Linked DNA regions of Mus musculus: regions 1, 3, 4, 5 and 6 are each linked to region 2. Evidence: chromatin contacts called from public HiCAR-type and promoter capture Hi-C data. All regions are on one chromosome and are shown on one strand. Each heading gives the region's core, a stretch centred on a gene start, on an enhancer-like site or on the middle of the called end of the contact. The rest is flanking DNA. Distances are from core to core; before and after follow the strand shown. Region 1 holds the start of D830025C05Rik (a long non-coding RNA gene). Region 2 holds the start of Gins4 (GINS complex subunit 4 (Sld5 homolog)). Region 3 holds the start of Fnta (farnesyltransferase, CAAX box, alpha). Region 4 holds the start of Bag4 (BCL2-associated athanogene 4). Region 5 holds the start of Rnf170 (ring finger protein 170). Region 6 holds the start of Hgsnat (heparan-alpha-glucosaminide N-acetyltransferase).

Region 1 (4,524 bases), core at 1,415-3,914, 2.4 Mb before region 2:
GAGGATCTCAGTGAGTTCGAGACTAGCCTGGTCTACACAGTGAGTTCCAGGCCAGCCAGGGCTACATGGTGAGACCCTGTCTCAAGGCGGGGAAGGAGGAGTTAAGTTTTGTAAATTTCAATTCTTTATGATCAGACTGTGAAACAGAACCCCTAGTGGAAAATTGCCTGACATGCACAAAGGGACCCCTAGTGGCCAAACTGAAAAGTTTTGCTTATTTTAAGTAGTCCATTCGGTTAGTTGAAATATACTTTTTTTTTTTTTTTTTTTTTTAGGATTAAAAACGGCCTCCATTTCTTTTTTTCTTTTCTTTTTTAGTTCTTTTGAAACAGGATCCCACTGTGTAGCCCTGGCTGTCTTGGAACTCACTTTGTAGACCAGAGTGACCTTGAGCTCACACAGATCTGCCAGTCTTGTCTATTAAGTACTGGCATAAAAGGCATGCACTACCATGCCCAGCCCTCAAAACTTATTCTATTTTGTACAGCTCATAATTTTATCATCAGAGTTCTCAGAAAAGTTGAAGAAAGCTCGAGCCAGGCATGGTGGTGCACACATTTAAATCTGAGCAATTTAGAGGACCAGGCAAATGAATCTCTGTGAGTTCAAGGCAAGCCTGGTCTACATAACGAGTTCTGGGCCAGCCAGGCCTACATCGTGAAACCCTGTCTCTAAATAAATAAATAAGCAAGCAAACTAAAATATAGAGTCAAAGATGGCTGCAGTGGTACACACTTGTAACTAAGCACTGGGGAGGCAGGCAGGTGGTTCAAGGGTTCAAGACCACTTTCTGCTACTACCTATTGAGTTCCAGCCCAGCCCGTGTTACATAAGAACCCCGCAAAATAAAAAGAAATTGAAAAAAAAAAAAACAGATAAATAGGAACAAGAATGCTTTCAGAACTTTAACTTTCCCAAGATGGCTAGTTGCCCGCCCTAGGAACGTAAACGTCCTCAAACCCACAATGCCTATCTTATTTAACAAGTACTCTAGAATATATTTTTGAATGTTGAGATTTCTACACAACTAATGATAAGCGACAACATGAAACCATTTTTTAAAGAGAAAAATCAAATTCCGTATGAAGATTTCAGAAGCATTCCAGCCTTCGACCCCGCAGAAGAAAGGTTTTTTTTTTTTTTTTTTTTTTTTTTCTCAGTGCTGCCCCTCTGCCACCAGGACCTCACAACCTCCTTCGCCAACCCAAGACCTCTAGGCAGTTTCGGAGACTAAAGGGTGAGGAACGGAATCATCAAAGTGATGTCATCAGTGACTCCAATTTGGGTTACAAAGGCTACTATCAGACCTTACTCTGGTAGGGCCTCCATTCAAGGAGTTCTCGAGGAGTTGGCTAGACTACAGAATGTGGGCAGGCAGGGGGGGGGGGGGGACGCAGCTTTGGTCCTGTAGTACAGACGCTGCCTCAACTAACTCCGACCCAGAAGTGACTTCGCGGGCTCGTGCGGGGGACCTTGTTGCCTTCCGCGCGGCTGCCGTGAAGGACGCGAGCCAGTCCCAGGATTTGAGAGCTCATTGGATGGTAGTGGCGTCACTCGGAGTGACGTCACAGGGCGAGGCGCAGGAGGTGGAACCATGGAGACTGGGCTTCCGGCCCCTTTAGCGTGGGGGCGGGGAGGAATTGGGAAGGTAGGGTTGGGGCCTTAGTCACCTCGCAGCGGACAAGGGCTCCCTCGGCGTCTCCCGTCAACCCCGATCTCTCCCCTAAACTTTGGACATTCTCCCCTACGGTGTACCTGACCCCACTCCAACAATCCCCAGACCCACCGCAGTCCTCCCCACTTTCCGCGGAGACTACCGGCCGAGAGCCGAGGGCGCCTTTTGCACCGGTGCGGCGAGCGCGGGGTGCAGAGGTAACCCCGCAGCGCTGGGCGTGGGGTTCCCCCGAAACGCCGGGCAGACTGCCTGGGAGTGGCCCGTAGCCCCGGGGCCAAGGGCTGGGGAGCCTCCGCAACAGGCCCGGCCTCCCTCCGGAGGAGCGCTGTCCGCGGTGGGGCTGGTTTCCGAGGTGCTGTGCCCGGTTCGCGATGTTTACTTTTTAGCTGAGGTTTCCATAGGGTGGGGTTGAGGGCCTGGGGAACCTCCTTCCGGCACGATTGCGAGATCGCAGTGTTATGCCAGTAGCTGAGAAGCGGCTCGGGGTGGAGAACGGTTTTAGTTAAAGGTACAGAGCTTAGTTCGGACTCTGGAGATTCTGCATCTGCGCTTGAGCCTTTAGTAGATACCATTATGTCTTCGCTGTTCCCACATGAAATTAGTGAGAACTTTTAGACTTTTGGGTTGGTGGTAAATGAATCCAGGGTGCTTACTTTCTACTTGTATTTTCTGGTTACAGATAAAGATGTCTTTCTCCTTTTAACCGTCGCAGCAGATTATTAGACACTATTGACCAGAAATTTAAAAAATTAAAAAAAAAAAAGCCTTTGGAGGCCACATCGTCTTCAGGATCATCTTCTTAGAACCCATTTCTGTGTGTTTGGATCGAAAAAGTACCATTTTCAAATCCAGAGCTAAGAAAATACTGAGGCTTTTGTAAATGAACTTGAAGGAAATTTTACACCTTGAATATGCAAATCTCTCTCTTTGCCTTAGTTTTTCTTAAAAAAAAAAAAAAACCACCTAAATTCTCATGTTTAATTGATTCCTTTTTAAAATACTAAATTGTTTGCTTCTTTTGCCTAGGTCTCTGTGTTGGTTAGTTGAAACAAAAAAAATAAACATGGCCTTCTACAGTTATAATTCATTCTTAGCTATTTTCTGGACAAGGTAAGGCTTGGAGTTTCCCACAAAAAAAAATGTATATAAACTCATGCATCTATATGAAAAACATGTGTTGTAAAAGACGTGGTGACAAATGCGTTTAGTCCCAGCACTCAGGAGACAGAGGCAGGCTGGTCTCTGAGTTCAAGGCCAGCCTGGGCTACATATCAAGACCGTCTCAAAAATATACATAAATAAATAAAGGAAGTAACCAACAAAACAAAAAGATTGGCTTAGTACAGAAAACCTTGCTGAGTTTTCAATACATTTCAAGGAAGAACATATTTTAATTTGAACTGCTTTAGAATGTAAGCTGAGTAATTTTGGAAATACATGATAGAGGAAAATAGATGAGACAGTTTTAGAGTGGCATTTCTGTTATTGATGAAGATTACACGAGGACCTCAGGTGTAAGGAAAAGTAAAATGGCTCTTAAACAAGCTTAGCCCAGGACATGTTCCAGTCTAAGGTCCCTTGTCATCTCACTTGTGCATTCAGAAGATTAACTGAACACTCACCACTTGCCACATTCATTGTATATTTTTCCTTTTGTCCATTTATAGGCTATATTTTGATATGTTTAAAAATTGCATTAAAGAATGGGAAAAGGCCATCCTTTAGCCAAGAACAACAACAAAAATCTCCCCTTCTCTCTTTCTTTTTTCTTTCTCTTTCTTTTTTCTTCCTTCCTTCCTTCCTTCCTTCCTTCCTTCCTTCCTTTCTTTTTCTTTTTGTTTGTCTTGGGGTTTTGTTTTTGTTGTTTGTTTTGTATCTATGTCCTGGAACTCACTCTAGACCAAGGTGGCCTCCAACTCAGGCATCTGCCCACTTCTGCTCCTGAGTGCTGGGTTTAAAGGTGTGCACCACTCTTGACTGACTGGCTGCTTGGTGCTATCTCTACTTGGCTGTGTTTTATTTATGTTCTAGCTTAACTACAGGATTAGAATATAAAAACCATTGGTCGAAGTGCTCAATTCTAATTCCTATTTTTCAAAGTCTCTTGAGTAATTTCAGGGAGATTATATTTCATCCCTTTGAGGGAATCTATAGACACATGGACAAAACAGTATCACCTGATTGGTTAATCCTCACAGGGACTATGAAGTTGTTTCATCAAAATGTTCTTGGTTGTCAGTAGAGTAGCTAACAGTCAGAGCTTCGGCTACTTTATGAGAGTAGAGACAGTACTGTCATATCATCCCTGACAGAAATATGTTTTTGAATAGATACTTTTTCTAATAAGACATTTTAAATCTTTTTGTTGCTTAACTACTCAAAAAGAGCATGCCCCTGACACCCTTTTGGAGATCACAGGGCATCTTATGAAAGTCAGTTCTATCCTTCTACCATCCGGGTCCCAAGGATTTAACCAGGGTTTGACAGCAAGTGCTTTTACACCCTTGAACTATCTCACTGGCCACTAGATGTTTACATTAATAGTTTCAGAACTTGGAACTTGCTATAGCAAATTACTCTTCAGAATTAACTTACTGATATTTTTCATAAGAATATGTTCAATGATTGAGCACAACTCAGCTATTTGAACACTTGCCTAGCATATGTGAACTTTTTTTTTTTTTTTTGGCTTTGGTTCCCAGTATAGTTTTAATGGTGCACACCTTAATCTCAGCAGTAGGGAGGCAGAGGCAGTCAGATCTCTGAATTCCAAGCCAGCCTGGTCTACCAGCAAGTTCCAGGAGAGCCAGGGCTATATAAGCCCTGTCTCAATGTCAGTTTAAAAAAGA
Region 2 (4,984 bases), core at 2,211-4,710:
ATCAAACACAAATCAAGTTTGGTGGCAGGAGACTTTACCTGGTAGCATCTTACCCACCCTTACTTAATATGAATAGATAGTTTTCATTAGAAAAGAGTTATCAGAATTACTACTGTATCTTGGATCATCTGATGACTTTTAAAAAATAAGGTAGATATTTATCGAGAATACAAAATGGGACTGGTGAGGTGGCTCAGTGGATAAACAGACTTGCCACAACGCCCCATCCCACAGTTCATTCCCCCAGACCCACTTGATGGAAGAAGAGAACCAACTCCCACAAGTTGGAATGTGGCCAAGATGAGGTTCTGGACACTCAAGGTGGAGCTTCCTGGGCCTGCCAAGATGTTACCTTCTGACCTGTGACTCCAGCAGAGTGCTGAGCATGTATGAGGCCTGGCACGGAGAAATAATAAAATCTTCAGGTTCATAAGTCACCTTGTTTTTTTAAAGAATTTTCTGAAATTGGGTGTGGCTAGGCACACCTGGGATAGGAGGGCGGGTCTTGAGTTTAAGGGCAGACTGCTACAGAGTGAGACATTTGGGGACTGTCACTTACAGTTGGTTTTCTCTTTTTAAGAAAAGGCAAAGCCGGGTGTGGTGGTGCACACCTTTAATTCCAGCACTTGGGAGGCAGAGGCAGGCGGCTTTCTGAGTTCAAGGCCAGCCTGGTCTACAGAGTGAGTTCCAGGACAGCCAGGGCTACAGAGAAACCCTGTCTCGAAAAACCAAAAAATAAATACATACATACATACATACATACATACATACATACATAAGAAAAGGCAAAGAGGAGCCCTAAGAAACGACGCACTGACTGCTAGCATATGGTTCTTGATCACACATGTGTTCTCTGACCTCATTTCAGACTAGTTCATAGGCACGCCTTTAATCCCAGCACTCAGGAGGCAGAGGCAGGCGGATTTCTGAGTTCAAGCTACAAAGTGAGCTCCAGGACAGCCAGGGCTATACAGAGAAACCCTGTCTCCAAAAAAACAAAAAAACAACAACAAAAAAAAAGACATGAGCCAAATTCATATGCAAAATGTCTCGGTAACTACTAATCTGACATCTACCAAATGCCCAGGAACTTACTCAGACTGCAAACGTGCAACCGCTTTCCAGTTAAAGATTAGCATGTACAGCTCACCCAGTCTCATACTCCAGTTCCTGTTTGCATGGATGTTTCAAGGAGTGTATCTGAAAGCCACCACTAGTGCAAGGCATCACACCTGAGCCTTGGATGTATCAGACAGGCTCTCTGTACTGGGCTACGCTCTGCTCCCTGTACTTGTAATATGTGGCTTTTTTTATTTTCTATACGTTTGAAAATGTCTAGGTAATGCTCCCACGAAACAACTTGTATGTTGGGTATGGTGGCTAATTCCAGTAGAAGCAGCGGATCTCTGTGAGTTCAAGGCCATCCAGGACAACATAGTTAGATTAGCAGGGGTTGTGGAGGCAGGCTGTAGAGCAAACCACCTTGCATGTGTCTGTAAATTGCCTTGTCCGCAGTGATTGTCGCCCCTAGAAATGTTAAAGACAAAGAAGGAGAGGGAAAGAAAGGAAAGGAGAGGTGTGGAAAGTAACTTTCCTGACTTACAAGTGAGTGAAAGTAAAGAAGGGCCCAGTGTTGAGGGTAAAGCTGTATTACTCGCTTTCTGTAAAAGTCAAAGACAAGCCCCTCTCATAGACAAACACCCAGGGTGAGTTCAAGCAGTCACAGGACTCTCTGTAGGTCACGCCGGAAGCTTGTGATGGAGCAGTTTCTAGAATGACAGCTGCCTACAGAATCTGCTGTAATACACCAAACAGCCAAGGCTTCTGGTTTCTGGTTCTTGTCTCAGAAAATACAACTTCATAACCAACCTCACTAAGCTAATTTCTTATCACTCTGGGCTACTCTACAGATGTAATTTATTTTATCTGTTCCATGCTTATTTGATAATAAAATATCAATCTAATGATATGTGGAACAAAATATAAGCATCCTGTTAGCAGATGAATATTAAAATGTTTACGCCACCAGGAGGCAGAGGTGGGTGGATCTTTATGAGTTTGAGGCTAATCTGCTCTACATAACAAGTTCCAGGTTCGTCAGAGTTACATGATGAGGCCCTGTATCAAATAAAAATAAATAATGAAAATTTTTTGTACGTCAGTGATAAACTGTAGAAAGAGATTTTGTTTTACTTAGTTGCTGGGGACTGGACCCAGGTTAAATGCTAAGATTGTACTGTACCACTGCACCACATTCCCCCGCTCCCATCTATACAAATCATTTTAATTTAAAAAATAGGTATAATACCAAGAATCTTTAGGCTACCACAAATTCAAATTTCCATAACTTTCTATTAGTCCTGTTATTTCTTTTTGTTGTTGTTGTGGTTTTGTTTTTGTTTTTCGAGATAGGGTTTCTCTGTGTAGCCTTGGCTGTCCTGGAACTCACTCTGTAGACCAGGCTGGCCTCAAACTCAGAAATCCACCTGCCTCTGCCTCCCAAGTGCTGGGCTTAGAGGCCTGTGCCACCACACCCGGCTCAATCCTCTGTTATTTCTTACTCTTTCAAGTAGTAATATGTCAGGATGCATAATTTATAGGTATATAAAACTATAAAAATTTGCAATCTGATTCCATCTCTGAAGCTAATTAGGAAGTTTGGCACTTAAAAAATATAAGGGGCTAGGGGCTGGAGAGATAGATAGCTCATTGGTTTAGAGCACTTGCTCTAAACCAGAGGACTGGAGTTTGGTTGTCGGTACCCATGTGGAACAGCTCATAACCACATGTTATGAGCTCCATCAGGATCCAGTGCATTCTTCTGTCCTCAGCTGGCACCACACTCATGTGCAAGCACACATACTAACATACATGAAAATAAGGAAATATATCTATAAAAATAATCTTAAGGGGGCTCAGTGGGTAACAGCACTTGCTATGCGATCGTGACCTGAGCATGTACCACATGCGTATATTGCATTCACACTCACTAAAAAGGTAGAATCCTAGAAAGTCAGTAGGCATTCTTTCATCACCAAAAAGAACAACTCAAATAACATTAGAGAACAACTCTGCGCAAAAAAAAAATGTAAAGGAAGGACAATGGAGTGAGTCTCTTAAATGTAGTTTCAACACACATATATGAATCTGTGAACAGGTTTGGCAATGGAACCAACCCACACACAGTAAATGTTAAAGGAAGGAAGGAACTGGGCCCTGTACCGATTCGCCACAAGACGGCGCTGCCTGGTTTCCTTACTGTGAGCCGAACGCCCCCACGTGGCCGTCCCGAGACGGTGCCACCCGGCACTTCACTCCCGGCCTCCTTCCCCGCCTTCCGGAAGTATGTTCTATAGCTCGGCAAGAGCCCGCCCCGGGGTAGGCGGGGCCAAGGGGCGTGTGTCCGCTTTCCCCTGGGCCTGATTGGTTAGTGCTCCCGCAGCGCGGAGACGTTTTCCTGTCGACGCTGTGTTTGGGGAAAGGAGCGCGGGAGCTGTACCGCTGCTGGTCGGGTCTGTGGGCCGCGGGCTTTCCGCGCGATCTCCGGCGCCCACCGCTCGGGGAGCCTCAGTCCGTGGTGTCCCCCGAGCGTGCCGGCTAGGAGAGAAGGGAAGAGGGATCCCTGAGCCGTGTAGCCGCTTTGAGTGCCAACTGCGAGGTGAGCGCTGGAGTGTCCAAGCGACCCCGGGTCAGTTGCAGCTGAGGACGCGATGTGCCGAGCACTTGACACGATGCACTTTTCTCATTTGAACCGAATGGGCTCCTGGGCCACTGAGGCAAAACGCTGCTCCTGGCGACGACAAGGAGCATTGCGGTTTAGTGTGGTATCTGCCCAGGTCCAGGCCCATGCAGCGGGAAAGATTAGGAGAGAAACCGACCAAGGGACTAAACCCAACACTGAAAAATCAGTCTCTGATTTCGCCATCCCTGGCCAGTGCACCCCCTTCAGCCCCAATAAACTTGTCCCTAAATGCCTTTTCTTGCAAGTAAGTGGGAGAAGCTTTTCAGGGTGTTGGTTTATTTTTCAGGTGTAGGTTCCCGGTTGAGAAACGATGACGGAGGTTCTGGATCTCCACGGACAGGACTCTGATGGGGGTAGTGAGGAGATGGTCCTAACTCCTGCAGAGCTCATTGAAAAGCTGGAGCAGGTAAGCACCCCAAATATGTCCCGTGTTCTTAGCTCTTAACTTACTCCAGGTGTGCAGTACCACGGCTCAGAAAATAAGGAAACAGAAGATTTGTTTCCAAAGAGCAGTGTTTGTAACATCTGCATAAAAATAGGAAGCCAGAAAGCAGGGCCTTCTTTAGGAGTCTCATCTTGTCAGTCTTCAAGGATGGCTAGTAAAAGTAGGCTTTGGACACATGTAGTAGAATGTTTCACAAAGCAATGCTCTGCTGTGCTATTTTGAGGACGTAAAGATGTGTGTGATCTGTAGAGAAGCATGCCATTTCTCTATAGTAGTCTCTTCCTCTGTTTCCTCCCCCATTGGAAGATATCTGCTCTAACAAGAAATTGCCATCCCTTTTGGTCATAATAGCAGTGATTATTTCTTGCATAGTTGTTGTTGTCGTCGTCGTCTTCTTCTTCTTCTTCTCCTTCTCCTTCTTTCTCCTTCTCCTTCTCCTTCTCCTTCTTCTTCTTCTTCTTCTTCTTCTTCCCCTCCTCCTTCTTTTCCTCCTCCTCCTCCTCCTCCTCCTCCTTCAATAATATCTTCTCATGAACCTCGGGTAGTTTAGGAATTCTGAACATGCTTGGGGTTTTTTAGGTTTTGTTTTTGCTTTTTGTTTGTTTGTTTTAAGTTTGTTTTTGAGATAGGGCCTCACTATGCATCACTGGCCGGTCTTGAACTCTCAGAGTTCACCTGCCTCTGCCCTCTGTGTGCTGGCAGTAAAAGCATGCACTGTGTTGCCCTATAAGTTCTGGGACATTCATGGCGTATACTATTGAGTGTTCTTTAGAGGACAGTTGACCATGGGTACCCAC
Region 3 (4,740 bases), core at 1,297-3,796, 2.8 Mb before region 2:
GCTGCTTAAAGGTCACAACTATCTTCAAGTCGCAGGGAGAGAGAGAACACTCAAGACTGGGTGTCTTCGTCAACGTCACTGCTGTGAAGAAACACCATGACCAAGACAACTCTTTAAAAGTAATACATTTATTTGGGGCTGGCTTACAGTTCAGAGATTTAGTCCATTATCGCCACAGCGTGTGCAGGCAAACATGGTCCTGGAGAGTAGCTGAGAGTGCAGGAAGGCAGCAGGAAGAGAGAGACACTTTGAAATCTCAAAGCCCACCCCCAAGTGGCATACTTCCAACAAGGTCACACTTCCTAATGAGACTATGGGGGTACATTTTCATTCAAACCATCTCATTGGGCCTGGTGTGAGATTTTTGAAATTTCAGTGCCCATCACCAGTGACATACCTCCAACAAAGCCGCACCTACTCCAACAAGGCCAGACCTCCTAATCCTTCCCAAACAGCTCCACCAACTGGGGAGGAAGCATTCAAACATGAGCCTCTGGAGGCCATTCTCATCCAAACTGCAGTGATCTATGAAAGATACTTCTTAACAATCATGCCGAGTAAGCCACTTACAAGTTTTAAGTCCTTTTTATTGATGTCAGACCAAGAGCAGGCTTATGCCTCTGAAATCTCTTGGTGCTCATGCTAGGGTTAGAGGGCTCTTAAAGACAGAAACCGCAAAGACTAGTTTACATCAACGTTAGATGGGAGTCAGTGTGATCTTAAAACATTTATTCCTGGCAGAGCATAGTAATTATTTTAGATATAACATGTCAATTATTTTTGACATTTCTAGTTATTTCAGTTTACTAATTACTTTGACTGATACATCTAGGCCATAGAAATCCCAAACATATTGTCAAGGCAGATGTGACCATTAGAGGGAGGAGGGTAGGGGGCTGAGAACTGTCTAAGCAAAGTAAAATGCAGTCAGGACAGGATAGCCTCCCCCTAGTCATCTCAGAGTCCCGGCTGCTGAGACCCCTCTCCCTCGGACTCCTGTGTGCCTGCTGGATCCTGTTAGATACGGACTGAGTGAGGGGAAGAGCTCCTTTGTTGTGGACACTTACCGAATACATTTCGAATAAACAGAACTTTCATCTGCACTGGAAAATACAAATCCATTCCACCCTAGTTCCCAACCTATGGAAGGTCTTAAGGGAGAATCCAGAGAACAAAGGGAATTTCTTTTAAGTTCCCCCAAAGGTGGGCTCCCTTCTGGCAGGTAAGTCTCAGTCTCTCTCTCTCTCTCTCTCTCTCTCTCTCTCTCTCTCTCTCTCTCTCTCTCTCTCTCTCTCTCTCTCTCTCTCTCTCTCTCTCTCTCTCTCTCTCTCACACACACACACACACACAAACCACAAGGTAATGAGTAAATAATATATCCACCTGCCTCTGCCTCTGCCCCTCTGCCTCTGCCTCTGCCCCTCTGCCTCTGCCTCTGCCTCTGCCCCTCTGCCTCTGCCCCTCTGCCTCTGCCCCTCTGCCTCTGCCTCTGCGCCTCTGCCTCTGCCCCTCTGCCTAAGTGCTGGGATTACAGGCATGTGCCACCACTGCCCAGCCAATACTAGCATTTCTAAATCCTGGGTTTGATCACTAGCACAGCTGCACTGAGAAACTCAGCACAGAAAAGTTGGTTTGACTGATAACACCTGTGGGCTATTAGGATGTGGGGAAACTTCAGCTAAGATCACATACCGACCTCTGTTGGAATCCCAAAAGTCCCTTTTCTACCCTATAAAACCTCCAAGGCCCATGACCATCCTTGGATTTTTTTCTAATTAAAGGACAGTATGCTTATAAAGACATTTGTCTCTTTTATTCCCACTTTGCCTCAATCGGTTCTGATTTAAGAACCTTCCCTAGAATATATGGTGACCAGACACTATGGTCTTTGCGCTGCTGCGAATGAACCTGGTGCCTATTGTATAGTAAATATTTGTTAATTGAATATATCTATTCTCTATATTTAGAAAGGAGTTCTGCACAGATCCAAATTTAATTCCAAAGACACCCCCCGGATTAATAAAATGCTGCTATTTTATTATAGGATTATATAAACGCCTAGCACTGAAAAACATGTAAAGTGTGAAAGAATGTAAAGACCCTTTTAAGGTTAAAGTGGAAGCCTGAGGGGGGAAAGAGGTGGCTGGCTGTGCACCGTTTGCAATTCTTCACACTCCTAAGATGGTCCAAAAGAAGGGGGCCGCTGGGGACTGGAGATGTAACTCAGTGGTAGAGCACATGCCTAGCATGTGCAAGTCTTCCGGTTCCATCCTAAGCGTTGAAAAAGAAACAAAAGCAAGGAAACAGAAAAGTTACCCAACAAAGGAAACAACAACTAATAACACTGCTTGCCAATTAGCACCTAAAGGCCTCTGAAAACCTGCATTCGGGAAGGGGGCCCTGGAAACACAGCAGCGAGGACAGTAGGTATTCAGGCCAGGCCTCCGGGCCGGGCCCTCTACCCCACGCCTCTATGGTAGGACCCGAGGAACCGGAAGTGGGCCTCGCCGGGGGCGGGGCGGGCCGCGGAGGGGGCGGGGCCTCCACCACCACCTCTGCTGCGGACGGAGGCGAGATGGCGGCCACCGAGGGGGTCGGGGAATCTGCGGCAGGCGGCGAGCCGGGACAGCCGGAGCAGCCGCCGCCCCCGCCTCCGCCGCCGCCAGCACAGCAGCCGCAGGAAGAAGAGATGGCGGCTGAGGCCGGGGAAGCGGCGGCGTCCCCTATGGACGACGGGTTTCTGAGCCTGGACTCGCCCACCTATGTCTTGTACAGGTAACGCCCTCCTGCGGGCCGCGGCGCCAGAGGCCCGGGGCTGAGTGCGAGCGACGACGACGCAGCTCGGCGGACGGGGGCGCCCTCCGAGTCCGCGCCGCGCAGCCCCGGGTGGCCGCAGGCTGCGGCGGCGCTCTTCTGAAGCTAGGGTGCGGTGACACTTCCGTGGTCCCGCAGTGCTGCCCTGCTGAGAGCCGTGCATCATCCGAAAGGCGCCCTTTTGACAGCTCGCTATGGGATAATGTCACTTAAGCGGCCAGATCTGCTCTTTACAAACACTGTCGGGCCTTTGCGTGCCTTCTGCTGCCTGGAGAGAACTTTCCTGCCTTTCCTTCATCTTGGCCACTGTGCACATCCCTTCTGTCTTCCTTTCCATGTCCCCTAGTTCCTTGTCAAAAAGTACTTACTGTTTTTTGTAGTTCTACCTAAACCCTTTAGGTGACTCATTTGCCAGGCTTTCAGGAATGAGTGAAAGGCATTATAGAGGTTTCTGCAGTTGGATGACTTGAGATTGGTTGTGGGGTCCCATAGCTTCAGAACTTTCCTCTGATTTATGAATTATGTTCTTCGGATGGCTGATTTCCGAAGAACTAAATGACCGTGTTTGCCGTGCCTCTCTCCAAACTATAGGATATATATATATACATATATACATACATATGTATATATATATATATATATAAAATTAGCAGGTCATTCTTTTCCCCATATTCTTACATAAGGGATGCAATTTCAAGGTTAACTGCGTACCACAAATGTCTGCTGTCAGTAACTGATTAGTATAGAGAAGAAGAAAAGAATGTAAGTCAAGGCTGGCCACACTGAGCAGTTCATGGAAGTCTCCAGAAGTGCCAGTTGTTGCAGTCATACTGTTGTTTTGAGACTGTTCCCTGGATTGTTAGCATGCATACAGTATGCTATGCAGGTTTTAAGTACTCAAAATTATTCCTTCTCAAAGTTGCCTTCCAAAGTTGACTGGTAACATTATCTTCATCTTATAAATGAAGAAACCAACATCCAGGCAGATTAATGACTTCACACAGGAAGTTGTAAAGCTAATATTCTGGCTTAGGCAACTGTCAGATTCCAGAGCCTTCTCTCCCTCATGCTAGGCAGGCATCTCCACATGCCAGGCCCTCCCTCTGCCTAACAAGTCCCTCTGTAGTGACAATAACTCATAATGCTTCCTTGGACTTTGGGGGGAGTGTTGAAGTATCACATGTAGGACTTTGCGCCTGTGTTCTACCTCCTGAGATACATCCCCAGTCCTAATTTGAGTTTAAAAGGTTAGTTCCTACTAAAATGCATGTTTAAAAAAAAAATACTAACTCCAGAATCTTACTAAGTAAATGGGGGAGGCTAATTTTTAAGTTAAACCTTGGATACTTTCTAGAAGACCACATTTTGCCACACCATAAATTTGAAATTGTTGATTTATTAACTTTTATTTTTTAAAAATAGGCGTTTTCAGCCAGTTGGTGGTGGTGCATACCTTTAGTCCCAGCACTCGGGAGGCAGGGGCAGGTGGATCTTTTGTGAGTTCAAAACCAGCCTGGTCCACAGAGCAAGTTCCAAGGCTACACAGAGAAAACCTTGTTTTCGAAAAACCAAAAAAAAAAAAAAAAAAAAAAAAAAAAAGAAAGAAAGAAAAGTATTTTACTGTATGTGTGTGTGTGCCTTGTGTATGTCCAACCATTAAGATCTCCATTTGATTGAATGATTATTACCAATTAAAAACAAACAGAAACAAAAAACAAAAAAGCACCAGAATTGTTTTTCGTCTAACATGTTTGCATATAATCATGGGGAACATGTCTGTTTTCAGGGACAGAGCAGAATGGGCTGATATAGACCCAGTGCCCCAGAATGACGGCCCTAACCCAGTGGTCCAGATCATCTACAGTGAAAAGTGTAAGTTTACATTTATTAGGAAAATAGCTAACAAAGTTGAAATTTACAACCATA
Region 4 (4,604 bases), core at 271-2,770, 2.5 Mb before region 2:
CTTGGGAGGCAAAGGCAGGAAGATTTCTGAGTTCCAGGCCAGCCTGGTGTACAAGGTGAGTTCCAGATCAGCCAGGGCTATACAGAGAAACCCTGTCTCGAAAAACCAAAAAAAAAAAAAAGTTATATTCAAGGAATCATACACAGGTAAGAATTCGGGGCGGGGGAATGAAAGTGGAGGCTGGAGAGATGGTTCAGAAGAGCACGTGTTGCTCTTGCAGAAGATCTGAGTTCCTTTCTCAGCACCCACACTGTGACTCTGTAACTCGGTCCATAACTCCAATTCCAGAGGATCCCAAGAAGAGAAAGTCATCTGGCTTCGTGGATACCAATATGCCCGTGGTTTAATTACATGTAGACGAGACATAAATACACAATAAATTAAACCTTTTAAAACCGAAATTGTAACCTCTTTATTTTTACAGGACTAACCTCCTTTTAGTAAAAGCAAAACTGTCAAACAGAAAAGAGTAAGTTTGAAGTGACTTAGCATTCGCAGAAAATCCCGTTATTACGTCCGGCACCTGTCTCTACAACTTTAATCTGAAAGTGCTAATGACCCTTACAGAAAAAGGAGAGTGCTAGTGGCTATACAACAGAAAGCCTACGTTCTCTGCTAATTAAATTCAACTGCTGTTGTCGGGTCTGGTGAGTCCTTTCTAGAAGCAATCTCCATCCATTCACTGTCAAACGCCTTACGAGGGGCGCAGCATCCGACTTGGGAACGCGAAGTGGCTCAGGCGACTTCCTTCGCGTGCTCTGCCCTTCACGTTCCCAAGTCGGATGCTGCGCCCCTCGGAAGGCGTTTCACAGCTTGGGGGGCGGGGGGCGGGGAGGTGTTACCCGCTCAAGGACAGAGAAGGCAGCTTGGGAAAAGGCTCCGTCCGAGGCTGTGAAGGCAGAACCACCCCGCCCGGGCCCAGAGATCACTCTCTGGGCCCTTGTCGAGGGACGCCCACTCGAAAAGGGGTCCCACACCAGGCTTCCCCCGAGGGAGAGGTTAGGTACTCACTGTCGATGTCCTCGATGAGGCTGGCGGTGCCGGGCATATAGTTCATGTTTGAGCTCTCGCAAGGCTGCACCGGACGGCCGCGAGGGCGTCCAGTCGCCCGTCGGCGGGACGCGGACGGGAACCGGCCGCTCACCTGCAGCTCAGACACCGCTAGTCGCCGGAAGCGTTTCAGGTGACCCCACCCACTTCCGGTATCGCCTGCCCGTCCGCCGAAAGAGGCGTGCCGGGCGTGTTGCCAGTCGGTGGCCGACCACGTTCTCTTCCCCTCCAGTCAGTGCAGTGAAGTCCAGGTCGGAAGGGCGGAGGATAGGCGTTTCCTCACGCGTGACGAGCGCTGCCCCTCGCCTCGCTTTCCCGACCCGAGGCCCGGATTGACCCGTACCGTCCATGACCGTTCCGCGCTCGGCGTGCAAGGGGCGGGACCGGCTCGGGATTGGCTGTAGCCGTCCTATCCCCCTCCGCCGCTCGCCAATAGCGGCCTCCCGCAGGCGCCTGCGCAATGGGACGGTCGTGGGGGGCGGGAAGCGCTTCGCGGCAGCGGAGCCCATGTCGGCCCTGAGGCGCTCGGGCTACGGCCCCAGTGACGGCCCTTCTTACGGCCGCTACTACGGGCCCGGGGGAGGCGATGTCCCGGTGCACGTACCTCCGCCCTTATACCCCCCTCTTCGTCCGGAGCCTCCCCAGCCTCCGGTTTCCTGGCGAGGGCGCGGGGGCGCCCCGGCCGAGACCACCTGGCCGGGCGAAGGCGCAGGTGGCGATGGCTACTACCCCTCGGGAGGCGCCTGGGCAGAAGCGAGCAGAGCCGGGGGAGGCCACCAGGTAAGCTTCGAAGTCTTTTCCGGGGCTCCAGTCGGGAAGTCTTGGGCAGAGGTGAGGACATTTGGGGGTTTTATACTTAGGGTCTGTTAGGACTCGGGTCTCTGATTTGTTCTTCTTTTGGGGACGGTGCAGAGACGAGGACCAGAGATGCGAGGGGAGCTAGGCTTGGGTTCCATTTGTCCCTTCGTTTTGTTTGTTTGTTTGTTTGTTTTTGCTTTTTTTTTTAACTTCAGCCATCATAAGTGTTCTTGTTAACCACGAAAAAAAAAAACGAAAAAATATTCTGCGCTGACTTCCTAAGCTTAGTAGCAGGCTGCAGGATCTCTTTCCCGAGAGCGTAGGTTAGCGTGATTGGGCTGTAACAATTTATCCTGCGTGGCTCGGGGAGCTGCAGCCCCAGCCCTTACTCAGCAGCCCCTCCCACGGGGAAGGGATCGAAACGGGGCGGGCTGATCACTTAGTTCCTTATCACTAAAGCTTTGCCTGGAATTGAATCAGGAGGGATCAATGTTGCAAAGTACCTTAATGTTCTATTTAATCATCGCAAGACTGCAAGACAGATGTTATTAATGCTTCCCAATTTTTGAATGGAGAAGGCTCTGAGAGACCGACTTGCTTAGTATGTTTGGACCTGTAACATTTTGTTGCTTGCATACATGCCAAAAGTGTGTTTCTATTTTATCTTCGTATGGGGCTATCATTCTAGGATGGTGGCACACATCTTTTGGCCTTTGTAACATTCTTACTTGCAGAAAATTAATTATAAAATTCTCACATATCCACGACGGGATTGTAAAATAGTACAGTGCTTTGGAAAATAGCTGGGTCGTTCCTAAAACTTCTGACAGAGAGTTAATTTATGATCTAGCAGGTCTACTTGTAAGTATACTCAAGAAATAGAAAACAAGGGCTGAAAAAACAAAAAACGACAAAAAAAAAGTCTGCTGGTGGTGGCGGCGCATGCCTTTGATCCCAACACTTGGGAGGCAGCCGGATTTCTGAGTTTGAGGCCAGCCTGGTCTACAAAGTGAGTTCCTGGACAGCCAGGGCTACACAGAGAAACCCTGTCTTGAAAAAAAAACAAAAAACAAAAAAACAAAACAAAACAAACAAAAAACAAGGGCTGGTGTGTTTAATCTCAGTACCCAGGAGGCTGAGGCAGACTAGCCAGCCTGGTTCACATGGACATAATGAGTTCCAGGACAGCCTGGACAACGTGGTGAGACCCTGTCTCAAAAAATGAACAACAACCACCACCACCACAACAAAGGAAAACATGTCCATATACTATTTAATACATCTTTTTAACATCATTAGTGATAATGGCCAAAAATTAGAAATAACTGGTACAGTTATCAACTGGTTGCTGGATTAACTAACATGGCTAACATTTTAGAACATAACATCTAGAAAGGTATGAATTGACCCCCCCCCTCCATCCCCACTCACATACTTGTTTCAACATGGAATGAACCTTAACTAGATCATGCTTGTTGGATGAAGTTAGTCAAAGGGTTGCATTTCATATTGTGTGATTCCATTTATGTGTAGTGCCCATAGGGAGCGATTCCTCCAGGCAGAAACATGGTGGGCTGCTAGGTTGGGGACTGGAAGGAAGAATTGCAAAACTGGGCTTTGAGGTGGTACAGTGTTCTGAAGTTGGTGAAGATGGTTTCCCAATTCTGAGTATCCTAAAAACCACTGAATTGTACATTTTAAACGGGTAGGCTAATTGTTCCTCTAAAAATTGTATAAGAATAGAAACCAGGTAGTATTCAGAAGTTAGCTGGAAGAAGGATCCCTATTTCCTGTGCTGATTCAGTAAGTAGGATGGGATAAGTAGGCCGGCGGATCTACTGTAATCACAGGATCTAGAGATGAAGGACTTTTGTACCCAGATTAAAGATCAGTTGATGAGGAAAAGGAGTCGAGCTTTAAACTGGCTTCTATCGAGTTTGCTATCAAAGTAAAAGTCTGTCTGGTTAGGGAAAGACTTGCAAAAGTTCAAGTTTAGCATCTGGTAGGGAGTTAAGAGGTTTGGAGTAGAGTTGTGCATATAGGGCAGATTATGGGGTTAGCATAGTTTGAGATAAACTGGAAATGAATAATGGGCATCTGTAAATTTTGTTTTGTTTTGTTTCAAGACTGGGTTTCTCTGTGTAGCCCTGGCTGTTCTGGAACACCATCTGGAGACCAGGCTGGCCTCCAGCTCACAGAGATCCACCTGCCTCTGCTTCTGCCTTTGCCTATGCATGTTGTCATAGATGTACTTTTTTTCCCCCAAATCCACAATCTTAACTTTATTGGCTTTTACTAAATTTTATAATACTTATGTGTGAAATTTAAAAAAAAAGTGCAGGGCTAAGAAGATGGCACACCTTGCAAGTAAAAAGACTGGGCTTTGGGGCTGGAGAGATGGCTCAGTGGTTAAGAGCACTGATAGCTCTTCTGAAGGTCTAGAGTTCAAATGCCAGCAACCACATGGTGGCTCACAACCATCTGTAATGAGATCTGACACCCTCTTCTGGGGTGTCTGAAGATAGCTACAGTGTACTTATGTATAATAATAAATAAATCTTAAAAAAAAACAAAAACAAAAAAAGACTGGGCTTTGGATCCCTAGAACCTACATAAATGTTGGGTGACTGGAGTGGCTCAACCTGTAATTCCGTCTTTAGAAAGTTGAGAAGGATCCCCAGAAGCAAGCTGGCTAGCAAGAGTATCTGGCCTTGGGGAAGAGGGGAGGATCTGGGTTTGTTTGAGAAACTGTGCCT
Region 5 (4,888 bases), core at 26-2,525, 2.9 Mb before region 2:
GTGAAGGTGTGCCCTGGGAAGATAACTTCTTCCCAGGCACTGCTAATCAAAGACTGCATGATCTGGTGGTTATGCATACCTTTGAATCCAAGATTCTCCTAGGACTCCAAAGCATATATCTTGTATCTTGTTGTCTTGGAAACGCCAATATCTTTGCATTAAGGTCGACTGTTTATTATAGCATTATTCTTAGACGCCCTAAGCTGGAACAAAGTGCACATCAATAGTAGAACGGGTACAAGGCTGTAGTCACACAATAGGATATTAGACAATCATGGGATTTTTGCAGATAATTTAATATTATTTAAAAGCCAAAGCCACAATACATATCCATTCATAAAAGTTCAAAATCAAACAAAGGAAAATTATACTACATGCATAGTCATCTGGTTAAAAAGCTAAAAGGGAAAGCTTTTAAAATAAAGTAAGTGCCTATCACAAAAATCAGATTAGAGATGGTATGGATGGAAGAACTCTTGGGAATGTGGCAATTCATTTTATTAATATTCCTCAAACATGTACTGCTACGCACTGTTCTGCATGCGACTTAAAAACGTATATGAAACCTTCTACAAGGCTTGTATTAAAAAAAAAAAATCGAAAGTCGGGCAAGGATGCACCTCAATGAAGCCAACTCCTAGCACAAGAAGCAGGCCTTAGGAACAGCAAGGGTCCTTACGCACTGGGGAACTGGCGTCCACCCTCTGTCACTTTGGGTAAAGTTTTTTGTGGGAGAAGGGGGCTCCAAGGAGGAACGCCGGGCTCCCCACAGCCGGGCCAAACCGGCCCCCAGCCTCCGAGACGCGCCCACGTCAGCCGTTCCACCTTCGCCCGGAGGGAGACTCTGGGCAGGCTCCGGCGACTCAGGGAAGGCTGCGCTCCGGCTTCCGGAGGGAAGCGGTGGGCGCGGAGCCTACCCTCGCGCGGTCCCGCAGCTCCCCCCACCGCCACCGCGCCGAGTCCCGCAGTCCGCGGGTCCCCGGCCCGCCCGTGCGGGGGCGTGGCCTGGCACACGCCCGCGGCCGGAGAGGGGGGCGCGTACCTCGTCGCGGCCGAGGAACTACCGGGCCAGTCGGCGGGTCGGCATAGAGCTCATTTCCGGGGACTACCTAGCTACTCCTCCCGTGCAAACTACAGGCGGCTTCTTAAGCCAGAGCGCCGGCGTCAGCGCACGCGCAGTGCGGAGCCCCGGCGAGGGTGAGCGGACTGGAGAGACACACAGACCGGCCGCCACCGCAGGGCCCGGCCGGGGCGCGCGCCCGCGGGCCTTGGACTGGCTCTGGGAGCGCGCCTCTAGGGGCGGGGCTGAGCGAGCGCGAGCGTGCGCAGTGGCCCTCGGACCTCGGGACTCGCGCTACGCGGCGCGGCGGGGCGCGGCGCTCGCGCAAGAGGGCGTGGGCTGGCGGCGCCGGGTGCGCGCAAGGGAGTGCGCGGCCCCGAGCGAGGGAAGGAGGGGCTGGTGACAGTGCGGAGCGATTGCCAGCGTCCGCGCCCCGGGAGCGGACGGACGGAAGAGAAGGTCCGCCAGACGCCCGGTCTGCTGCCTGACCCCTTCGGACTCAAACCCCGAGCCGAGCGGCCGCGGCTTCTGGTTGGTTGAAGGGAGACGCTGCGGCCACCCCAGGAAGATGTTTAACGTGGAGTCTGTGGAGCGGGTGGAGCTGTGCGAGAGCCTGCTCACTTGGGTACGTGGTGGGCAGCGGGCCGGTGGGAAAGCTCCGCCACCTTTTCGCGGACACCGGTGCTCGTCCCGGGGGGCGAACGCCCCGGGGCGACCTGCCGTCACATCCGGGGCTTGGGACGGGCGGAGCTGAGTAGCCGGTGCGGCCGCGTCTACACCCGCGGCCGGGTCAGGGTCAGCAGGGAGAGGCCGGGCTCAGGCAGGCTGGGCCCAGGGTCCAGGAGGAACTTGTCCGGCCTGAGATGTTGGCTGCTGTCCGAGAGGAAACCTGCCCGGTGGGGGCTAATGATGGGGTGCAGGCGACACTGTAATTAGGACTGTTTGCCTTGATGAGGCGCTGGCGTTTCGCTCCCAAGCTCCCAGTGATCCAAAGCGTTGGTTCTGCCTGGGCGCCCGGTAGAGGCAGTCGGGACCCCCTAGTTAAGCGATGCTGCTCGCCTTTGTTGTAGCGTTCAGCCAGGATGGAGTGTAGCCCCTTGAGGGATGGATGAAGCCCTGCCCATTGGAAAATAGTACATTGGCAGGGTGGATAGACAAAACATGAAGAATCACTCAGAGGCAAAACATTTAAAACGCGAGATGCATTTTGACTGTTATAAACGATGTGATGGTACCTATAAAAGGAACCAACGATAAAAATGTTGAACTGGAAAAATTGAGGGATTTCGTAATGGAACTGAAACACATTTTTAAAGCACCATGAGATTCTAATTTGGAATTGATGAGGGTTAAGGTTATCGAATTTTCAAGTAAACATGCAGGATTTTGTCAATAGTCATGGCTTAAACGGCCCTTTTCATTAGCTGGACAGTTAACCGTGTTTGTTTCTGGTTTTCATATGCTGGTTGGAGGTAGGTCCAGGCATATATGCAGAGCCATGGGATAAACCAGGAACATTCATTTTACTTACTGCTAGAAATGTTAGCTGTCCTTTTTAGAAGAACCCAGATACATTTACAGTGGCTATTGTGATACATGTTAATTTTGTTTGCTTATTGGGGGAGATGGTAGTATTTGGGCCTCCTGCATTTTAAGGGAAGGCTCTACCACTAAGCTGTTCATCTCCTGGTCTTAGTCACTTTAAAGGTAAAATGCAAATAGCAAAAAATTCTACTGAACAGTGCCTTAGGTTAGAGGTTCAGATCTCTGGAAGGTAACCATCACTGTTTTGTGCAGGAACACTGCCGAGAAGTTTGAGAACTGTTAACTTAGGTCGGTTGTAATAAATGTAAGAAAAGTAGAATCTACAGATGTGTGTGCATTTGAGATAGGATCTTGCTATGTGGCCCATTTTGACCTCAAACTATGATCTTGAATTTGTAGCAGTCTGCCTGCATCACTACACCCAGCTTGAAGTTTTGTTTTTGTTTTTGTTTTTTTATAAACTGGGTATGTCATTAATCTGATTGTGCCCTTTGAAGCAGCCTTTATACAATGGAGACCTTTATGGTTTGGTTTTGTGTTAGATCATTCTTGTAATTTCAGATCACTGGAAATAGTGCATAGTTAACATGCTCTGTAAGTTCCAACTTCAAGCCTGAAGCTAGACTTCACTGCTATGCTTCAGATAGAGAACGGCGATAGGTGACACGACAGAGCTACACCTCAGCCAAGTTTCAAATTATTCTTTAAACCAGGAAGACTTTTGAAAGGATGGGAAATGTTTCGTGCCCTGTCAGTATATAACAAGCTAGCCCAACAGAATATGCTTAAACATTAAACCTTATCCCCTCTTCCTTCCCCCTGAAGCAAGATGTATTCCTACCTGATAGGGTAAACAAAACAAAACACAAAAACCTATGGCATTACATCTGTCAGTCCCCTTTTAAAAAAATTCCCCCTTGTGTAACTGATGTGTGCACATGGGCACAGTTGGCAGCATATGCATATGAAGGTCAGTGGTCAGCTTTTTGGAATTGATGCCCTCTCCATGTTTTCCAAGCAACGAACTCAGGTCACAGGTCACCAGATCGGTGTGTAAGCACCCTCTCCTGCTCAGCCATTCCAACAGCCTGTTTGCTTTTTAACAATGATCATTTTATATTTATTTGTGTGGGGATATATGCACACATAAATGGATATGTGCACACACAGCCCTTTTGTGGAGGGCATTGAATAACTTAGAGGAGTCAGTTCTCTCTATTTGGGCTCTATTTTTTAATTTGAGAATTTCTTTCGTGTGTGGGTGTGTGGTTTGGGCAGGTTTACCGCCTCTTCTCAATACCACTTGTCCCTCCCAAGTTCATACACACTCTTTCTTTTTTCTTTTTAACCTATTGAATCCATTTAGTGTTGCCAGTATTTATGTGGGTAGATCTGTCTTCTGGAGCAGGGATAATCTACTAGGGACTGCCCCCCAGGAGAAAACAGACTGACCCCTCCAGCCTCCGGTAGCTTCTCAGCAAAATGACCTCTTCTCCATTCATTCTAGAATTTTGGCTGACTTGCTCTTCTGCAGATCCTGGGCATACAGCCTCAGCATAGCCCACTGTGGATTCTTACGTATACCATCCCTGTCATATCCAGAAAACACTTATATGCAGCACTCCACACCTTCTGGTTCTTAGAGTCTTTCTGCCCCCTCTTCTGCAGTGCTCTCTGGAGTCTTAAGAGAAAGGGTTGTGATATAGATGTGCCGTTAGCATTGAACACACTCCACAGTTTCTTATTCTCTGTACTGACCAGTTGTGAGTCTTCATATTAATTGCCCTTCTCTAGAGAAATAAGCTTCTCTGGTTATTGGGAGGATTGGGAGCTGAGCTATTCAGTGGGTATAAAAGTGACTATTTAGAAGGCAGTTTGATACTATGTCCATCTAGCAAAGAACTAGTAGGTTCTCTCCTAGGGTCTATGACCTACCCAGCATGTCTTCTTGGCCCAGTTAACAACACAAAGCATGGTTCTGTCTTGTAGGGTGGGCCTTAGATCCAATCAGAAAACAATTGCATACTAAAACACTGATGCCACTATTACATCAGTGGTCATCTATCCATTTGTCGAAGGGTTCACAGCTGGGTAAGACTGTTCACTTTCTCTCCCAGCAGCCAACGTAGCACCATCCTGCACTATGAAAGCTAGCCAGTGGGGATGAAACTTCCAGGTCAACACCAGCTTGATTTGTCTGTGTCTTACACAGCTTAGAAATGTGGTGTCTTTAGTAATAGGGTCTTAATTCCAGTGACAACAGCCTGTATTGTTTTTATGGAC
Region 6 (4,842 bases), core at 1,564-4,063, 2.7 Mb before region 2:
TTCCATTTTAGTATTTGATCTTTCTTTCTTTCTTTCTTTTTTTTTTTTTTTTTTGTCTGAGTACTGCTTGACCGAGTGTGAGATTCAAGTGTGGATATGCAGTGATCCTCTGGCCACACTTGTGAGCAGCCACACCTTCCTACAGTCCCTCACTGGGAGCCGCCTCCTGAGCCCTGCTGTGTAACCCACCTACCTTCCCTCCTTTCACACTAGAAGCTGAGAGCTCTTCTCTTCTCTCTGGGCAGAGCTTGTGGCAGGGGGAGCTCGGCAAGCGATGCTATCACCTCACTTTTAATTTCCCCCCAAGTGTTTGGGCAGCATGGAGGAGCAGCAGGAGGCAGCCATAGGCTCCTTCTCCTCCTCCCTCCTCCTCCTCCTCCTGTGATACAATCCTCAGGTACAGCACTCTTAACCCTACCAGCAACCCCCTCCAGAGGTTGGTATGAAAGCTCTCAGCATGGGAACTGGAACTCTTGGATTTCACTGAAATCCTCAATGCTTTCTTAGACTTTGCTGGCATCCAGGGTCTGCAGATTTTTTTTCCCTGTGGTTCCTTAAAACTTTTTATCTGTTTAAAATTCTCTGTTCTGTCTTCTCATCTCTGTCCTTTCTTTCTTTGGTCACTCTTGAAAGGCTCTCAGTTGCTTCTTGATTCTTCGGAGGGGAGGCAGCCACAACTCTGGTTGGTTGGCTGCTCTGCACAGTGAGCAAGAAGAATCCACTTGAGAGAAGCCTTTCTTGTGTCTGAGGCTGTAACACCAGAGGCAGTAGTGCAGAGACACTCACCGTGTGCTGGAGCAGCCCGGAGTTTTGGGCCCATCAAATCCTTGCCTCTTAGCACCAGTTAGCCTCTGTCAAATACTTGGCACCTTGATCTTCCAGGTTGACATCAGTCATACTGCCTTTGTATTGGGACTCTAGAATTATCAAGTAGTTCAAATGAAGCATGTTAGAATGATGCAGGGTGTACCCGTATACCTCTTTACTACCCAGCCTAACAAGGACGCTGCCAGTTGGAGCCCGCCAGGACACTGGCATGACATTTTGCTCTCTCCCTCCTAATCATTGCTTGAATATAGCATTTATCTTTCCATTTGTAAGAAATATCAAATATGAATCTTTTCTATCAATACAAAACATGTTTAGGACAGGGAATTTAAAAAAAAAATTTAATCTCCCCCACCTTGTAAGACTTTTATGAGAATGTTTTAATCCTCCCTACCCAGTAAACCCTTTGGATTCCATAAAGGCCCACTGCACTTATTTTAGGAATTTAACAGCCTGGAGCAGTGACTCTTTTTTCTTGAGTACAGCGAGACCTTTCCTCTTCCTCCTTCATTTCCTGTGGGCCAGTCTTTTTCAGACTAGCTAAATGGATAAGATTGTGAAGTCGGGCTCTAGCCACTCCCTGAGCTATAATAAAAACCAGATTCATTTCTATCTCGCTGTGTTTAAGTGTGACACACAGAGCACACCCTTGATCGAGAGGAAAGTAGTTTGCCTTGTCCAGACACTTCGGGTGCAGTGATGGTCTCTTTCTTTGTGACCCAGAACATATTTCTAACATATTGTGGGGGAGTCCACCAGAGAAGACTACTTGGATATGGGTTTAAGCCAATAGGAAGTCCTTATTAGCTGGTGAACTCTTTAGCACAACACTATACCCTGTGTTGCAATACTCTAGTTAAAAAGAACAGTTAGCCAAAAGCCAAAACCAAGGTTATTATCTTTAGAGACTTTCCCAGAACTATGGGTTTTGATGGATTTAGGCCTTTGTTTTAGTTTTGGTGGGTGCTACATTTTATATGCTGATTATAGAACATGAATGGGTCTTTCACTAAGGCAGTTGTGCTCCAGTCTGGGGATCCATTACAAAGAAATATTAAGAAACATGTTCAGAACTGGATTCAGTGACATTGGAACCTGAAACTTTTCAGCACAGGGTGTTTTGTTTTGTTTTTTCTTTTTTCCATTAAATCTTGGGATCCATTCTATACGTTATAATTTTGACCACTGTTGTGTTTAGTAACAAAAGAATGTGATTCTTTAAATGAGGTTGCTGGTATGTTTCTTTGCATAGTTGAATTTGTAAATGAGTCCATCAAAAAAAGTAAATAAACTCATTACAAAGCTAAGTGCAACCAGTTTCCCCTTCATCATCCTATGGAAGCCTCTCACAGGTGGAAATGGGAAGATCTGTTGTTCATTTCCACTGCTGCATGGCGCGATGCTGTCTCGTTGACGGCCATTCAGATTGCCCACACGATTTTGCAACTACAATTTTATTACAAACATCATGCCTGCCCTCTTTCGCGTGTGATGGTTTCTCCCGGAATACAGACAGCAGTGTGGTTTATAAGGTCCTCATCCCTGGACACCTTAAACTTCCACAGACTGGCAGCAACCTGTGCAAGGCCAGAAACAGGAGACCTTTTAAGGGGTGTATCATTCACTCTAGGTAGTGAACGCCCAGAGTTTGTGCGTGTAAGGGGGAAGCTCTGTAGTCATTTTTACTAAGGACTCTCCTAGAAGGTGAGTAACACGTATCTGTACGTTGAAAGGCTAAGATGCAAGAATTTAGAACGTTCAGGGAATGGTGAGGGAGTGGATGACTGGGAAAGCAAAGACCACTCTTTTGCGGTTTTCTCCCGATGGGACAGAAACACTGTGCAGAGGGTAGAAAACAGCCTGGCTGCCCTCCTATGGTGGACACTAGCTGGACGCATGCTTTCCCAGCTGGGCGGGGCTTAGGAAGCTTCCGCGGGGCGTGCCTAGGAGGGAGCGGCCCCGCCCTCTCCCCGCCATCCCCTGCGGGACAGGAGCGGTGACGCCACGGGAGCGGGCGATGACGGGCGGGTCGAGCTCGCGCAGGCGCCGGGCAGAAGAGCGCAGCTCGGCTGCGGGGACAGAGCGCAACTCCCGGAGAGAGGCTGTGGGAGGCATGGGCGCGGGCCCGGCGCTGGCAGCGCTGCTGCTGGCCGGGTCGGTGCTGAGCGCCACGCTGCTGGCCCCCGGCCGCCGGGCGGAGCCAGGTGAGCGAGCGGCCCCCACGGCTAGGGGTAGCGGGGACCGTGCGTGGGCCTGCCCCGGACCTCCCCACGGCCCGCGGGGCGCAGGACTTGAGCGTCGCGCCCGGTCCACGCTGGGGTGGACCGCAGTGCCGGCGTCGCAGGAGCCGCGACCCGGGTCTGGCTTCCCAGGTTCAGTTGAAGGACCTTGGGGCTGGGTGCTCTGTCCGTCTCCGAATTCACCAGGGGGAAGGGTGAAAAAATAGGAATTCTGGGACTTCTCTTGACTCAGGTCTGAAGGTTCATAGGGTCCCGCAACTCCATTTCACAAACTCCTATCGAGAGGATAGTTTGGGTCGAGGACTGAGGCAAGTGAACACCCACTTCTACCCCAAACCCCCACCCCTTACCTTTATGCATTGTTTGGGATAGGGCCTGTCACCTGGCAAGGTATGTCACCTGCCTTTTTCCTATCCATCTCATCCCCTTTTCTGTATAGAAATTGGAATGTGGTGCCTGTGTTGAACACCCCTTCAGCTTCCAAACTTTAAAAAAGACATTGAAACAATGCAAAAAGCACGAAGAACGGTGTGAGTTACAATTTGCAATTACAACCCGTCCTTGGGAGGAGAGAGTTAAAAGAAAATCCTGCTGAGTTTGGGGTCTGGCCAGGGTGTTTGAACTTTTCACTGCTGCTCTTATTTGAAGCTTCCTGGGGGGGCAATTCTGACGTTCAGCTAGGCCTGAGGGACTCTACATGCTCCCAAATTATATAGTAACAATGTCAAGCTCTTTCTGAGCCTAAAACCCACATGGCAAATCTAAGCGTAAAACATACTACTAAAGACTAAGAAGTAGAAATCCAGCCATTCTGTCCAGGAAAGGATGCTGTTGTATAGGGTGAAGAGTAGTTGCACAGGGAGTTACTCTCACTGGAAAAGGAAGACTGTCAAGAATGAACGGTAGGTAGCCTGGATAGATGACTCCAGCTTAAGAGAATTGGCTGCCCTTTGATACCACCTACCCATGTCAGGGCACAACCACATATGACTCAAGTTCTAGGGGTTCTGATGCCATCTTCTGGCTTCTTTGGGTACCAGGCACTCATGTGGTATGCATACATACATACATACATACATACATACATGCAGGCCAGGCACCCAAACACATTTTAAAAAATTAACAGGAGGAATGAAAAAGAAAATTATGACAGATCAAACAAATAAACAAGCAAACAAAACCCCTAAGAATACCTAGGTTTAGGAAAGCCGTTAAACGAATATTCCAAAACTCACAGGATATGTAAATGGCTGTGGTGAGCTTTGGGAGGACATGTTCAAATTGCTGTTTTCTCTTTATCCAGCTGAAAGATGAGGGAGAAATCCAAGGGCTGGTGGAGGCCGGAGGGACAGAGCAGATACGCTTGCGTCCTTTCTGGAGTGTGGTAACCTAGGAGTTAACTACTGCCCCTGACTGAACTCCACTCCTACCTACCTCCCAGCAGGTCGGACCTAAAGCAAGTTGGTTGGTCTCTCTAGGTCACACAGTGGTGCCTGCCTGGAGCACCAGCTACTTGGGAGACTGAGGCAGGAGGATATCTTGAACCCAACAATTCAAGGCCAATCACTGCAGTGCAGAGAAGTCCCCACAGGAGGGGGAAAAAAAGACTAATCTATCGTATAAGACTGTTAGGATGTGGCACACAGTAAGACAGTCATCCTTACCAGCTACGAGTCTATGATCTCTGCAGATGTCATACTCCAGCCCCACCGAAAAGGACTGGAATTTCACAGTACTTTTGAGATGGTATTAACATTTTTGAAAAGCTATTTTT

What was found. Promoter capture Hi-C pulls out the DNA fragments that hold promoters and counts their contacts. HiCAR-type assays count read pairs that join an accessible place to other places. Capture Hi-C pulls out chosen DNA fragments and counts their contacts.
Region 1: a contact with region 2 is called in a promoter capture Hi-C map of pre-B cells, with 7 times the contacts expected there. The contact joins the promoter of D830025C05Rik here to the promoter of Gins4 in region 2. A contact is called at or near these places in 6 of 39 promoter capture datasets (cranial neural crest, embryonic stem cells, hippocampal neurons and 2 more) and 1 of 115 datasets of contacts at active chromatin or transcription factors (large pre-B cells).
Region 3: a HiCAR-type map of astrocytes shows a contact between it and region 2, with 9 times the contacts expected there. The contact joins the promoter of Fnta here to the promoter of Gins4 in region 2. A contact is called at or near these places in 1 of 39 promoter capture datasets (pre-B cells) and 1 of 115 datasets of contacts at active chromatin or transcription factors (astrocytes).
Region 4: a promoter capture Hi-C map of pre-B cells shows a contact between it and region 2, with 6 times the contacts expected there. The contact joins the promoter of Bag4 here to the promoter of Gins4 in region 2. A contact is called at or near these places in 2 of 39 promoter capture datasets (liver and pre-B cells) and 1 of 115 datasets of contacts at active chromatin or transcription factors (large pre-B cells).
Region 5: a contact with region 2 is called in a promoter capture Hi-C map of pre-B cells, with 4 times the contacts expected there. The contact joins the promoter of Rnf170 here to the promoter of Gins4 in region 2. A contact is called at or near these places in 3 of 39 promoter capture datasets (hippocampal neurons, neutrophils and pre-B cells).
Region 6: a promoter capture Hi-C map of adipose tissue shows a contact between it and region 2, with 4 times the contacts expected there. The contact joins the promoter of Hgsnat here to the promoter of Gins4 in region 2. A contact is called at or near these places in 1 of 39 promoter capture datasets (liver) and 2 of 9 other capture datasets (adipose tissue and liver).

The regions. Positions count from the first base shown.
Region 1 is chr8:25,594,623-25,599,146 of GRCm38.p6, reverse strand. D830025C05Rik (a long non-coding RNA gene) reads right to left here and starts at 2,664. Exons shown (of 1, transcript XR_003947362.1): 1 at 1-2,664. It overlaps Letm2 (leucine zipper-EF-hand containing transmembrane protein 2), which reads left to right and starts at 1,651. Exons shown (of 11, transcript NM_001364069.1): 1 at 1,651-1,872; 2 at 2,702-2,785. The coding sequence starts at 2,739.
Region 2 is chr8:23,236,144-23,241,127 of GRCm38.p6, reverse strand. It overlaps Gins4 (GINS complex subunit 4 (Sld5 homolog)), which reads left to right and starts at 3,460. Exons shown (of 8, transcript NM_024240.6): 1 at 3,460-3,658; 2 at 4,029-4,148. The coding sequence starts at 4,053. Gm39141 (a long non-coding RNA gene) reads right to left here and starts at 3,348. Exons shown (of 3, transcript XR_870246.2): 1 at 3,260-3,348.
Region 3 is chr8:26,013,416-26,018,155 of GRCm38.p6, reverse strand. It overlaps Fnta (farnesyltransferase, CAAX box, alpha), which reads left to right and starts at 2,546. Exons shown (of 9, transcript NM_008033.4): 1 at 2,546-2,775; 2 at 4,601-4,686. The coding sequence starts at 2,576.
Region 4 is chr8:25,782,125-25,786,728 of GRCm38.p6, reverse strand. It overlaps Bag4 (BCL2-associated athanogene 4), which reads left to right and starts at 1,520. Exons shown (of 5, transcript NM_026121.3): 1 at 1,520-1,830. The coding sequence starts at 1,558. It overlaps Lsm1 (LSM1 homolog, mRNA degradation associated), which reads right to left and starts at 1,138. Exons shown (of 4, transcript NM_026032.1): 1 at 1,012-1,138. The coding sequence starts at 1,057.
Region 5 is chr8:26,115,755-26,120,642 of GRCm38.p6, reverse strand. Rnf170 (ring finger protein 170) reads right to left here and starts at 1,275. Exons shown (of 8, transcript NM_029965.4): 1 at 1,043-1,275; 2 at 80-203. It overlaps Hook3 (hook microtubule tethering protein 3), which reads left to right and starts at 1,419. Exons shown (of 22, transcript NM_207659.3): 1 at 1,419-1,685. The coding sequence starts at 1,629.
Region 6 is chr8:25,974,715-25,979,556 of GRCm38.p6, reverse strand. It overlaps Hgsnat (heparan-alpha-glucosaminide N-acetyltransferase), which reads left to right and starts at 2,813. Exons shown (of 18, transcript NM_029884.1): 1 at 2,813-3,032. The coding sequence starts at 2,846.